Regions from separate parts of the Triticum aestivum genome. Here region 1 is linked to region 2. A link is a contact called in public Hi-C data. All regions are on one chromosome and are shown on one strand. The core of a region is the stretch at or near the end of the contact, and the rest is flanking DNA. Distances in the headings are between cores, read along the strand shown. Region 1 holds the start of LOC123166124. Region 2 holds the start of LOC123167642 (oxysterol-binding protein-related protein 4C).

Region 1 (6,473 bases), core at 3,887-6,386, 440 kb after region 2:
AACGAACACATGAACGAAATGGGCCGGCGTATTGGAGTTGCTCTTACGCTACTCAAATGGACAAAATTCGGACAAAAACAAACGTCAGTTGCGGGCAGTCGGATCAGCATGATTGAAAATGTTCTCCCCATCGTCTATCGCACTCCGTTTCCGCACGTGCACCAGCGCACCGGGATCGCATCGCACTGCGCGAACCACTCCCAAAGTCCCCACTGGACTCCACCCGCCCTCCCCACCCCGCGGATCCGGAATCCTCCACGAAGTAACGAGTTTCCCCTCCCCTGCCGCCCGGCCGGCGCGCGCGGTCACCATCGTCCATCGATCGAAGCCAGTGCGCGCCCGCGACCAGATCCGAGCGGAGGGATGACGGGGGCGGCGTCGCAGGCGTACGGGGAGGCGTGGTACTGGGACGAGCGGTACCGCAAGGAGCCGGGGCCCTTCGACTGGTACCAGAAGTACCCTGCCCTCGCGCCGCTGCTCCGCCTCTACGTGCGCCCGCACCAGCGCCTCCTCCTCGTCGGATGCGGCAACTCCGGTGAGTAACCTATCTTTGCTCCACTCGCCCATGCACCCTCGGGGCGGGATCGATCAGGGAGGGAGTTTCTCTGGGCACCTTGGTTGACCTGCTCCAGCGTCTCTGGTTGGGATCGCCGGGAGACTATTCACTCGATCGATCAACTGGAGTGCAATGTAGAATGTGTGCTCTACGGAGTCTTTACGTTTTTGTAGAATGAACCGAATGCTGTTAGACACAAAGGTTTCCTCAATCGCACAGCATTTGCTCAATGGTACTCCATCAGTGCGATTACGTGGTAACAATACAATCAAAGCAACTAGTGATGTAGCAAGTCAATATGTTACTTATTACCAATCTGAGACAACCGGCCTCTTGGCCCTGTGCCCCATTACCACTAAAAGCATATGCAAAATATGGTGCGTTGCAGTTCATGGCCCCATGCCTGGCCAAAACATCATGTGCAAAAGTGACATGCGTGTATGGGCGACGGTTGCTTTATCAGTATCAGATCATATGTCAGCAAAAAAGTGAAATGGGGTTGTGTGACAGATCCCCTAGCGACTCCCTTCCCCAAAGCCGGACCCCTTGTAGTCAATGGATACGGAGTACTAGCTAACTTGATTTAATGAACTACTGCTGATATGGAAATTTATGTACCACATTTCCTTTTATCAAATTTTGATAATATTTTGGTCCTAGTTGAGAGTTGTTGAAGCATCCTGGCCTCCTGGATCCATTTAGGTGCACCGTCTTGGGTTCATGAAAACTTACTGTCTGATAATTAGCATGGAATTGGGGAGTTACACAGTCCATTCTCATTTTTTATTGTCTACTACTTATTGTATTGACTGTTAGGCATAGATAATGACGGAATTATTCTTATCCCTTTTGAGACTGGTTGTATTGTTGATTGAGATGTTTTTATCACTAATTTGCTATGCAGTTTCAGACTATATGATTTATTTCTGAATTTAGATGCAGTGGTTATATTATTGCCAGCCTGTTTATTCTTGGTTTAGTTGGAATTATTTGTTTTTAATCTATTTCGATGTTTCACAGTTTTTGGTGAAAACATGGTTCAGGATGGTTACCAGGACGTTGTCAACATTGATATATCGTCTGTGGTGATTGAACAAATGAAGAAGAAATACCATGATAAGCCTCAACTAAAATGTATAATCTTTGTTCCCACCATTCAGACGTTGAATCCCTGCGGAGTATCTATGGCTTACTATTGTATTATTTCCTGCAATTTACAGACACGAAGATGGATGTAAGAAACATGTCAGACTTTGAGTCTGGTTCATTTGATGCTGTTATTGACAAAGGTATTGTTACGATGTAAATGTAATGGTTGCCAGCATTATGGAACATCTATGCATGCGTATGTAACATGCCATTGGGTTCTAAACCATTCTGTTATTTGCAGGAACACTAGATTCTATTATGGTGAGTCAATTGTTGCCAGGATACTCAGATATTCTTCCCATGCCATACTCAGAGCCGTGTTTCTTGTATTGTAGTGCGGCCAAAATTCACAAGAGCATGCAGCGAAGATGCTAGGGGAGGTGAACAGGTAAATAATAGACTGATATTTGTTGTGATATCTCTGTTTATTTGACTATAGCTTTCTATTTGTTTCTTCTATCTGCAGAATCCTCAACGATAAGGGGGTCTACATTATGGTAATTGATAGTATTATTAACATGGTAACTCTGTGGTTTTCTTCTTGTGTCTATAAACTTCTTTGAGCGTCACAATGCTGCAGATCACTTATGGGGATCCAAGTTATCGATTGAATCTTCTGAAGGACCTCCAATTTTGGACAGTAAAGCTTCACGTCATAGGTTAGTGGGTTTTGCCACCGGTTTGACTTAACAATGCCCTACTCTTGACCCTTTTGATCCATTTCTTTTATTTTCTGAAGCTCTAAATAACAGTGTTATCTGTTTTATGGTTTTACATACACAATCGACATAGCAGATAGGTGGGAGAGAAGTTCCAAAAAGACATGGGACCTGACGGAGCCACTGCCTTTACAAGATGATAGTGCATCGATTATCAACCTTCTTGGCCCAAAACCTGATGTTCACTATATTTATGTCTGTATAAAGGTTAGCCGTTGACAAGCTTGTCATAATCATCCGAACTTGCTTCCTGAACTCTTCATATGACTAGTTATTGAATAATCTTACATTGTTATGCAGGAGAACGACAGTGCAAGAGTGGACTTGAAGGCCGAGGTCAATGAAGCAGACAAATGATCACATATTATAACCTTTTTGGATCATCGTGTATAACCAGTGTAGCAAATAATGTAGGGAATACATTTTGTAACTCTTGATTTTTGTCGTTGTTGGCAACAATTTAGCAAAATTACAGCTAAGGATGTTGCTTCTTCGATCATCGAATTTGGAATAGAAATGAATGTGTTGTTTTCATGTCTTTCGATTTTGTGTAGAATTTACTTCCGTGTTCACGGAACATAGGACCCGCTCGGAGTGTGGGAAATCTTAGAGAAAATGATCTAGGTTTTCTACATAAAGAAAAGCCATAATCTTGTGGGACGGGAAAGTATCTGGGGAAATTTGTGGATGTTCACAACATATTGCCTAGAACCCCTAAAAAAATTGAAAACACCTTTCAGAAGTTTTCTTTTTCTGGATGTTCACAACATGTGTTTACAATTTCTAAAAAATTCAAAAGAGAAACTTCAACTTTTTAGGAATTGTCGACACATATGTGGTGAACATTCACAATGTTTTCTGATTTTATTTGAAACTTCTAAATTTGACTTTTGAGAGTTGGGAGCATGGTGTGTCTAAGAGCAACAGCGTCCGTCTGTGGCCCTGTTTGGATCCCTAAGTTAGAGTTAGTTTTAGTTAGTTGGGGCTCAAATAACCCAAAAGTATCCAAACATGATGGGTTAGTTTGTGTTAGTTGGATCTAACCCACCCCAAAAAACTAGCCCACACTAGAGGAGCTTATTTGGGTTAGTTCTCCTGGGCCCACTAGAAAAAAATAAAATAAAAAGTTACCCCTCTCATCCAAATAGTGTCCAAAGTAGTCAAATGATTGAGAAAGAATATTTATTCTCAATCTAACCCTACCATCCAAACAACTCTTTGGTTAGAGTTAGTGGGTTAATTCAAGGTTAGAATCTAACTCTAACCTCTAACTGAGTTAGAGTATTCAAACAGGGCATGTGTCAGCATACAAAAAAAAGTGCCCACAACAGTTCCCATTTTCTGTCCGGTTTGTGTCTGCTCGGACGCATTTCCACCTCAAATTTGGGTCAGATATGGGTCGGAAGCGGACACAAACACGTTCTCTGCATCCACCTCATTCGTCTGTGTCTGGCCTGACTTGTCTGTCATCCACCTCCCCCATTCCATCTCTATTCCTTTTCTTTCCCTTCCCTGGCCCACCACGACCACCAACCCACCCACCCACGCGCCAGCCGGGCAAGAGTTGTGGGACACTCCCTCCGGCGGCCTCCAGCGGCGCGGTGGCGCTTCTCTGGTGCCCTCCAGCGTCGCAGTGGCGGTCGGTTGGATTTGTGCGGAGGCAGGCCCCCGGAGGCGCCCGTCCTCGCAGGAGCTTGTCCCCGCCGGCGCTCGTCCCCGTAGGCGGTCGGTTGGATTTGTGCGGAGGCAGGCCCCCGGAGGCGCCCGTCCTCGCAGGAGCTTGTCCCCGCCGGCGCTCGTCCCCGTAGGCGGTCGGAGGCGCCCGTCCCCGTAGGAGCTCGCCCCGCTGGCGCCCGTTCCCTCAAGCGCTTGTCCCCACAGGCAGGCGACGCTCATCCCGGCCAGCACCCGCAAAAGCCCCCCGCCAGCAGCTCTTGTTGTTGTTTTTTCAAAAGAAAGGCCATGTCCGCTCAAAAATGGGTTGCTCGTGTTGGATTCACAAACCATGTCGCTGTCCATGTCGTGTCCGCTGTCCGTTTTGCCGATCCAAATGGATAAAATGTTAAAAAAAAGGGACACAATTTAGGTCAGTGCGTTGGAGTTGCCTAAGGGCTTCTTTGATTCAAAGGATTCTCAAAGGAATTTTAGAGGATTCTAATCCTTAGGAATTTTTCCTATCTTGGTTGTTTGATTCGTAGGATTGTAAACCATAGGAATTTTTCCATAGGATTCATTTGCACTAGATTTCATAGGAAACATCCCATCCACTCAGACCTCTTTGAAAGAATCCTGCGTTTTTTCTATGCACAATCAAACACTCGTACAATCCTGTAGGATTCAAGACGACATTCCACTCTAACTCCCTGTTTTTTCTATTCCCGCGTTTTGGAAATCCTACGAATCAAAGAGGCCCTAAGTCTTGAAAACACGGGATACTTTCCACTCATGGGATAAGCCTTTGTTACCATTTTGGCGAACCAGTATGCAATTTTCCTTTATTTTCAGAAAAAAAGAACAACCTTTTTTTGACCTAACCGTGCAATTTTTCTTCTGCATCCATCATGATTCAGTTCAGGCATTCAGCCCAGGCAAAGGGGGAAGTGGAAGAATCCCTTAGTGGAACGGATCGACGTCCATCTTCAATCCAACGCCTCCAGATTCGACACGTCTTTTTCTCTTTCCCACCTCCTCCCTAAAAATCCCTCTCCCCCCTTCTCTAGCCGCCTTCCTTCGGCCCCGCAGCTTTTCTCTCTCCTCACCGTCGCGCGTGTGCCCCTCCTTTCTGTCTCTCTCTCCTCCGCGTGCGCTCCCTCACTCTTCTCCCATCCGTCTAATGGAGGCCCTCGCCGGCGCCGCCGCCTCGTCCGCGCTCCTCCCGGCCTTCCCCGCCCACCAGCCTCACTCCCGCGTGGCGCTCCGCGCCCGCCCCTGCGGGCCCATCCGCGCGGCCGGCGGCGGCGGAGGCAAGGACGACGCCGCCAAGCCGAACGGGACCCCCGTCGTCAAGGTAACAAACAGTGCGTGAAAGCTACGTGATGCAGAGTGAGAAGTGACGAAGATTTTGTTCGGGTAGTGGTTGCTCGGAGATGGGTGTGGCAGTGTAGAACATGTTGGGTTTAGGGATTTCTTTCAGATGCGAGGCCCGGGGCCTACCTAGACCTGGGTTGTTCCATTGTGTTGTTATTACTAGGTGACTATTTTCCGAAGCTTGATATCTTTGAACTCGGTCGGGAAGTTTTGTGGATGTCATGAAAATAAACTTCCTTTTGTACCAATCAACTTAAAACTTCCGAATGATAATTAGTTGAAAATCATGTCTATGCATATGGGTTCGCAAAGATATTATTTAGTTTCTTGCTAGATTTTTTAAAGGTGATCCTGTATTTATATTTTGAAACTCAGGAGTGAATCAGGTCATTTTCTTTTAGTTTGCCTTTAATGGGTCACATATCTTTGGTTTGTTTGTACTAAATTGCCTGACAGTCGAAGGTCTAAATTGCCTGACAGTCGAAGGTTGATCCAAGTCAAAATGGAGCTCTCGGTCCGGTCGCAACTGACAAGTCACGCACGACCTCATCAACCAATTCAACTCCCGACTCAAGCGGATCCAGAGCTGGCTTGTTCAGAACCCCTATATCTGGTGGTGTGCAGAGCGCAACTTTTGCCCATGGTTTACCTCCACCGGCTTTGGCTGTTCGCAATTTAATGGAACAGGTAGCTTCTGTTAATTATCTCCTGGCCATTGGGCTATTTTCTAGCCGGCTGGATGCTTATTCCTGTCTTACTGTGCTCACTAGGCGCGATTTGCTCACCTATGCACTGTCATGTCTGGCATGCATCATCGACGTGCTGGATATCCATTTGGTTCACTTGTTGACTTTGCTAATGACTCAATGGGCCGTAAGATAGCTACTTTGGTTACATTTTGGATATAACTTGTACACTCTGTTTGACCTCCTTGGGTAATTATTTTGTGTTGATGTCTTGCGCAGACCCAATATTTTCTCTGTCACCCTTAGCAATCCACACCAGAAACTTGCTCTCTGATC
Region 2 (7,031 bases), core at 4,056-6,555:
AGCTGAAATTTTGTGCTTTGAAATACTGGGAATTTGATGGATGACCCATGGTTCACACAGGTTGAACATGCCTGCTGATGCTAACGGTGCTCCTCCTGCTGACAACAATGGTGGTGGAAGCGCATACGTGCCGCCCCCGACAGGCAACAGCGGGGCTGGGAGCGTCTACCAGCCACCCCCTGCAGGTAACAATGGTGCCGGAAGTGCCTACCAGCCGCCTCCAACAGGCAACAATGGCGTCGGAAGTGCCTACCAGACACCTCCGACTGGCACCAATGGCATTGGAAGCACCTACGAGACACCCTTGGCTAGCAGCAATGGCGTCGGAAGTGCCTTCCAGCCGCCCCTGACGGGCGACGACAATGGCGTGAGAAGCGCCTACCAGCCGGGGATGACCCCGTCGTCGGCGAGCACGCGATACGGTCAGCTATGGTTTCTGCTACCTGCAGCGCTCGTGTTCTTTAAATGATCAATCTCCATGAAAGGCCAGCCAGTGTTTCATGTCGAGCCGGCCTTCGAGCTTCCGAATACATGAGGGATTGGATGATCTTAGGCGCGGAAGAAAGAAGAGGCTCGAAGCAGAGTACATCCAAGCATAGATCTTGTAGGAGTTTCTGACAGATTCACAGTAGTCGCAACTTAAAACCCTCCTGTATTCAGTAACTAGATAGTACTGGTGGTGCAGATTGGGGGAGATGTAAATATTGGCTTCTTTCATGTAGACCAACAATGAAATCTACTCCAGTAGTACAAATTGTATACTCATTAATTCCATTATTAATAAGGAATGGTATACTCATTAATTCCATTATTAATTTCTCTGCTTTTAGGAACTTTAGCACTGTCGGGTGATAAACCTTCTCCTTTTTCTGTAGTGTTACGATAGTTTGAATTGAATAGCCCCATCTAATTCTCGAGAGAAATTTCTCATCCCAAGAAATCTGACGATCAAACAAACAAGAAAAGGAAGCAACTAAGGGCCTCTTTGGATAGCATAAAATCTCAATTGAAATGTGCTAAGAAATAGTAGAAAATAATACCGGAACATGACTTATGGATTCCTACAGGACTCGAGGCACAAGAAGTGTTTTTGCAATGATGCCTAAGGATGGATCACTAGAAATAAACAGAGGAATTTCAGAGAAATGGGGAGAGTAGAAAGAGACACAGACAAAATGTATTGGACGTCTCATATGAAAGAATGAATGAGATTTGAGCTCATGTCATACTGTATTTCCTATGGAATAACGGTCACAGGATTGCTGGCCTAGCCAAAATCCAGCAACCGCAATTCTATGATCCGAAGGGCTCTTATAGGGAAAGAAATCACAAGGATATATCCTCTGAAGAATCAATGGAAATCCAACAATCCAAAAAAGATTATGTAAAAAAGAATGGTCAGCTTGATTATATGATTTAACATTGTTATTACATGTAATGTAGTGTCATGAAGAAGGAGAAGGTACAACGATAGGAGCTGGACGCACTGATTTCTCTAATGGCCAGCACTCCCAGTTCCCATCCTTGTCCTGGGACAATGAGAAGTGCTTGGGCATCCACACCTCTCCCTTCTCATTCCTCTCCTTCTCAAGGCTCCTAGCTGTGCCCTCGACTTTCCGCTTCGCCTCGCTAGCCTTCTCCCAATCCTTTGCCAGGATAGCCTCGCTGACTTCGCTCCAGACGACCGCCGACTCGGTAGATGACAAGCCCTGCCAAATTATCACCATCATTCATGAGTACTACCCCTGTGCTGCTTTGCAAGTTTTTTCAGCCATGCTGAACTGAAAGCAAGTACTGCCATACCATGTCTTCACTTGATCACAAGTACAGAAAGTGTGAAATTTTATATTGGCTTGAAAGAACAAGAAAAGTGCAATATATTTTCTTCTGAGTTGGAATTTCACCTCTTCATCTTTAACCTCCGGTGTGACGAGGTTAGCGATGGAGAGGTTCGCGTCGTAGAGAACCAAGACCTCCCCACTCTCAACATCCTTGAGTGAAACAGTCCTATCCCAGTAGCCATCGATCTCGAAGACGGTGTCCTGCGGGCTCGATGAATGGAACACCTTGCCCTTAACGCACCTCCCGTCACCTCCCATTCCCATGAAGGAGTTGCTTCTGTGGTAGCTCAATTCTGCCTCGAGCCCGGAGTCCTTGCAGACGATCCTGACGGTGCCGGACCACTCGACGGAGGGCCCAGGAAGCAGCCTGATGAGCAGATTTGGACAGTCCATCTCGTATGTCTCGTTGAACTTTGGAAGCCTGACTTGCCTCTTGCCGTGCACCGTTGCCTCTATGCTAGCACCTTCAGTGAAGCAAGTGAAAGGGGTACAGGAGTTTATATAAGTTTGCATCCTTGCTTGAATAGCAACGTTATGCTGAAGCTTGGAATTTGTTGATCTGGTGGCCTACCATTAAATTTCGGCACTGGGTGTTGGCTCCAGACAAGCTCGACGTTCCCGCCGTCATCGGTAGCGTGAAGCGCAGAGACCGGGGGTTTATGACACACCTGAAAATGTTAATGTCATACGACCATTTTTTCGAAAAGTAGTGCCATATGATCATTCACGTTGTTGAAAAGATTATGTGTTTTTCAGAAAATGAGTAATTTTTGACAAGTTGGGTTGCCTGCTCAAGAAGGACATGGAGTGACCCTCTGGAGACATGGTGCGTCTCTCCGAGGACCGGGTTGTAGGGCGCGAAACCAAAGATGGGCGGCCTCGTCGTCGAGATGCTCCATGCGACGACCGCCGTGAAGCGCTCGAGGCTGTCCTTGCCTTTGCCGCATCTGCTCAGGTAGTCGTCTCCGTCGCAGTAGACTATTTCCCCGTACAACTGGAGCTGCGATTTTGGCAGGTTGAACGTAGCAGGCAGCTGGAAATGATGAGGCTCGTCAGTCATTTCATCAGTGAAGTAGTGTGCTTAAAACCTTGCGTGAAATAGTAATGCGGCGACGGTGAACATAGATCTTCTTTTAGGGAAGCAGCAGGACTCTGCTGTGTATTTTTATTAATTTTCAAACAAATTATACAAAAGAGTAGTGTTCAACGAATAAAAGAATAAGATAACAAAACAACATGTGGCACATTTAAAGTGTAGAAATTTTTCTTACAAAATTAAGATTGTGAAGTGCACCTATCAGACTTTCATGAATTTAATCTGGGAGCTAACCGACGATTTAGTGTCCCTGGAAAAGGACTAACCAAATCATTAGTAGGAGTGATCTCCACACCACTAACTAACCCCTAATAAGCTTATCTTGGCACATAAAGTGACATGACCCAATCACTCTAATTCTTAAACCATGAGAGAAGCTCCCATGTTTAATCATGTACAGCACAGTCCAAGCTTTGGGGCCCCATTTGGTTTGTTTCAAATCCGCGCGAATTCATTGAACTTGTTTTTGATGCCTAGCTGAACCCCACCTACTCCAATCTCCCATAAGCAAATCAACCTGCCCTGATTAATTGATTACTATAGTACAGTACCCAGCCCCCTGAATTATGCCGGATTCAGGGTAGTACCTAGTGCTCCTAATCTTGGAGTAAGTAAACTAGCAAGTGAATTCAAATTTGGCTCTCGAGATCGGAGTCTCACATGCATGGCTGATTTTGTAGGATCAATTCACACATGAGAGTGAGCAGTGGTGGTGTTTAGTTTTTACCTGGAAGTGCGAGAGATCGGCGCCCGGCCTGACGTTCCCGAAGAGGCTGAGCACCCGCTGCACGAGGTTCGCCGGCTGGAGCTCCGCCGCGAGGCCCCCTTCCAGCGACAGCGGCGCGGTGAGCACCGCCGCCGAGGCCCTGGCCGTGGCCGTGGCGGTCGGTGCCGCCGATGCGTCGACCTCCGATTCAACCTGCATCCAATCAATTACCAATACAGTCAGATACATACGGGCTCCAATTGTGATGTTCTAGTGCTAACTGAATGGTAGCAGCAACCGAGACATGGCGGATCGCTCGTCGGCGCCGCCGTCGCCCCATGTAGGCTCTTGCTTGTTGCATTCAGGTTTCGTTTCCTTGGAGGGGAGGCTCCAAGAAAAGTCCGGTCCAATCGAGTTGGCCGATGAACGGGAACGAAAACGAAATCAAACCCGTGTGGTTTCCCTCCCCTTCACGTGTCCACCTGCCGTCGAATATGTAGGAGTAGCTAGGTGTGTGTTTGTACTAAATAAAGTGGAGAAGAGGTCAGTGCCGGCTGAAGATGCTGCTGCTATTTGCCGGCCAGCCGAAAGCTGGTGCTATGTGTATGTGTCTTGGCGTTGCGTTTACATGGGAGTGCACGCCCCCGACGCGGCTATGGAAAGGAGACGGAACGGGGACTCCATTTCGTGGGTGCCTCTTCCTCTTTCTTCGTTGCAAAGACAATCAACAACTCAAAAAAGAAAAAACAGAAAAGCCGTCTGTTACATCGCGACTAAGCGCACGAGGTTATCAAAGATTATTGCCCCTGCCGAATAAAATCTTATCTGACGTCACATGCTTAGCTCGATCGCCCGGTATTGATTTGGCCGGCGTCTATGATTTCTTTGCTCTGTTTTCCGACGGAAGGAAAACGGATGACCACCTTTACCGCCCAGTAAAAGTACACGTGGAAGCGCACAGGTGAAAAGGTGAATGCGGAAGGGGGAAATTGGCGCGACAGGACAAAAAGGCCCGGAACGGCGGGCGGGCCAGAGGCAAAAGCATGGGCGATATTCGCAACCATGACGTGGACGCAGGCCACGACCTGACGCTCGAAGCGCCGCCCCCCAAATCTTCGATCGAGAGAATCTCGCGCTCTGGCCGCCGGCGGAGAGCAGTCCGACGGTACTTGCTGAAAGAAAGGCCAAGCTTGCGAGAACGTCCAATTGATCGAGAAGAGGGCGTACCATGGTTGGTTCGCGTGAGCTCCAATCCCCGACGCGAGCCCTCCTTGATTCGATCCTCTCCCCGGCCTTGCCTGCGGATGATCCTCTCGTTTTCGAGCTGGGTATGGTGGGTGCGTGGGCTGGCGACGGGGGGTTGGAATGGAATCCTCGATAAGGGCGGGCGGGCGGGGAAGAAGCAAGCAGATCGCTGGATTGACCTCCTTCCTCTCTTTTTTAGCAGGAGGCTCTCCTTTTTTTGAGGCCGCGTGCGTGCGTGCGGTGTTCGCCTTCCTTGGGGCAGAGGCAGGCACGGGCCTCTGTCTGAGCCGTTGCTGGCGGCGGCCGCGCGCGGTGACGTCGGCCTCGCCGTGTCCCGTCGGCGCGTGCGTGTGAACGCTTCTCGGCACGGGCCAAAACGTTTCCGCCTTTCCGGGCCAGTGCAATCGCGAGTAAAGCGCGCACGGCTGCCCGCCTGATTTGGGAAGATGTGGACTCTGTTTCTTCCTTCGCAAATCACATAGCGCTGGAGCGTGGTTCAATCGGCCGTCGACCTCACATCATTCGCTGGCAATCCAACACGATTTGCTTTTTTTTTTAAACAAGACAAAAGATTTACCATTTTTATTAATTAAGAAGAGGAGTAGACATGGTTTTGCTAAGCGGGCGATTACAAATTACTCTCACGGCATTATATCACTCAAATACTTCGCACCCGCACGAGCCCAAAGAGAGGCTTCATCCTTAATCTTGGCGATGACTACGGTAGTAGGGGCGGCGGTGTTGCGGAAGATCCTCGCATTGCGCTTGTTTCAGATTTCCCACGCAACAAGCATCATCAAGGTGTTACGAGCCTTGCGCGAGTCACCCCTCTTGTGACAAACCTCGTCCCACCAAACCCTCATCGAGGGCACAAGTCTCCAATCTGTCGGGTCGATGTCGTGAAAACCAAGCGAAGTTTTAATCTCCGTCCACACTCTCACAATGAACCGGCACTGGAAGATGAGGTGGGCCGCCGTCTCTTGAACCTGCTTGCAAAAAAAAGAGACCAACCCAAGGACTAACCCTCATTGACATTTTTTTATAGGAGAAACTCCGTGAGGACCGCGTGTCCGAGTCGGGACTCGAACTCGGGTAGGCTGGCAGCAACCTCAGCTGCCCAGCCAACGGGTTGACGCCCTGTCCTCTTGAACCTGCTTGCAAAGAGGGCAAAGGTTGCAACTCGGCCAACCCCTACGTTGCAACCTATCGGCGGTTCACACCCTATTCTGGATTATCAACCAAGCAAAAAAATTGCACTTTGGGGAGGGGGGGGAGGGGGGCAAGCTTTCCAAACTGTTGAGATCATGGTCGAGGCGATGAGACCCTCAAACCGAGTATTGGACGCAGAAAACGCGGAGTAGACATCATCTTTAGTAAACTTTCAAATAATTTATGTTTCAAAAAAAAAACTTCCAAATAATTTTATCGTCGACTCCAGGGGTGAGTATGACATTAGAGAGCTTCTCCCAAAGGGTGGCGAATTGCTCAATGTGCTCAAAAGTGAGGCCCTGAGAGGTAATAATGTTGCGAACCCAAGTTTTGTCGGTGAGAGCCAAGTAGACGGAGCTTCTTTTCTTCCTGGATAGGTCAAAGATCTTTGGAGCAATGTCGGTGACGATTTGCTTCTCGATTGTTACTCGTCTGCGCTTGTTTCATGAGGACAGCTCTTGCATCGCCGATAGTAGTAGCATTGTTGTTGGCTCATAGTATCTGGTTTGAGTCATTTTCTTTTCAATTCTAAACGGGCCATCCTCTTCTTTTGTGCATTACCTTTTTTAGGGGTTCTTTTGTGCATTACTGTTGTTTACTTGTTTATTTAGAAGCTTGATTATATGTGCCCGGCTCAGTTCTTGGAGGTGCTCATACGGGGAGATAGCATCTGGTGCTACCAAGAATAAAGTGCTACCATGATACGGGCTTCCGTGCCGTCGGATTCTCAAATCGGACTGCTTCTGATAGCTGTTGGATCTGCTAGACCTATGTGTATTTTTTGTATTCCTAGAAGGCTTTTCTGCAAATGTTACAGAATTACTAGGAACCGTCTGATCTGATAATCCGACGGCCTAGAAGTCCCTATCACGATAGTACCTGAGCCTTGGTAGTACTGGATATTTTCCCCTCATAGTGGTAGGGTGTGGTGCGC

What was found. Hi-C and Micro-C count contacts between places; a contact is called where the count stands out from the background.
Region 1: a contact with region 2 is called in a Hi-C map of leaf, with 3 times the contacts expected there. The contact joins the promoter of LOC123166124 here to the promoter of LOC123167642 in region 2. A contact is called at or near these places in 2 of 5 Hi-C or Micro-C datasets (both in leaf).

Annotation. Positions count from the first base shown.
Region 1 is chr7D:229,966,489-229,972,961 of IWGSC CS RefSeq v2.1, forward strand. LOC123166124 reads left to right here and starts at 5,137. Exons shown (of 9, transcript XM_044583890.1): 1 at 5,137-5,431; 2 at 5,932-6,138; 3 at 6,222-6,324; 4 at 6,417-6,473. The coding sequence starts at 5,258. LOC123168482 (EEF1A lysine methyltransferase 4) reads left to right here and starts at 168. Exons shown (of 9, transcript XM_044586371.1): 1 at 168-535; 2 at 1,577-1,690; 3 at 1,777-1,845; 4 at 1,947-1,966; 5 at 2,041-2,093; 6 at 2,172-2,202; 7 at 2,286-2,364; 8 at 2,501-2,631; 9 at 2,725-2,958. The coding sequence starts at 364. The coding sequence ends at 2,781.
Region 2 is chr7D:229,529,175-229,536,205 of IWGSC CS RefSeq v2.1, forward strand. It overlaps LOC123167642 (oxysterol-binding protein-related protein 4C), which reads right to left and starts at 5,306. Exons shown (of 6, transcript XM_044585477.1): 1 at 4,871-5,306; 2 at 3,665-3,856; 3 at 2,629-2,874; 4 at 2,413-2,509; 5 at 1,804-2,305; 6 at 1,386-1,709. The coding sequence starts at 4,873. The coding sequence ends at 1,496. It overlaps LOC123164410 (thaumatin-like protein 1b), which reads left to right. Exons shown (of 8, transcript XM_044581878.1): 8 at 61-808. The coding sequence ends at 469.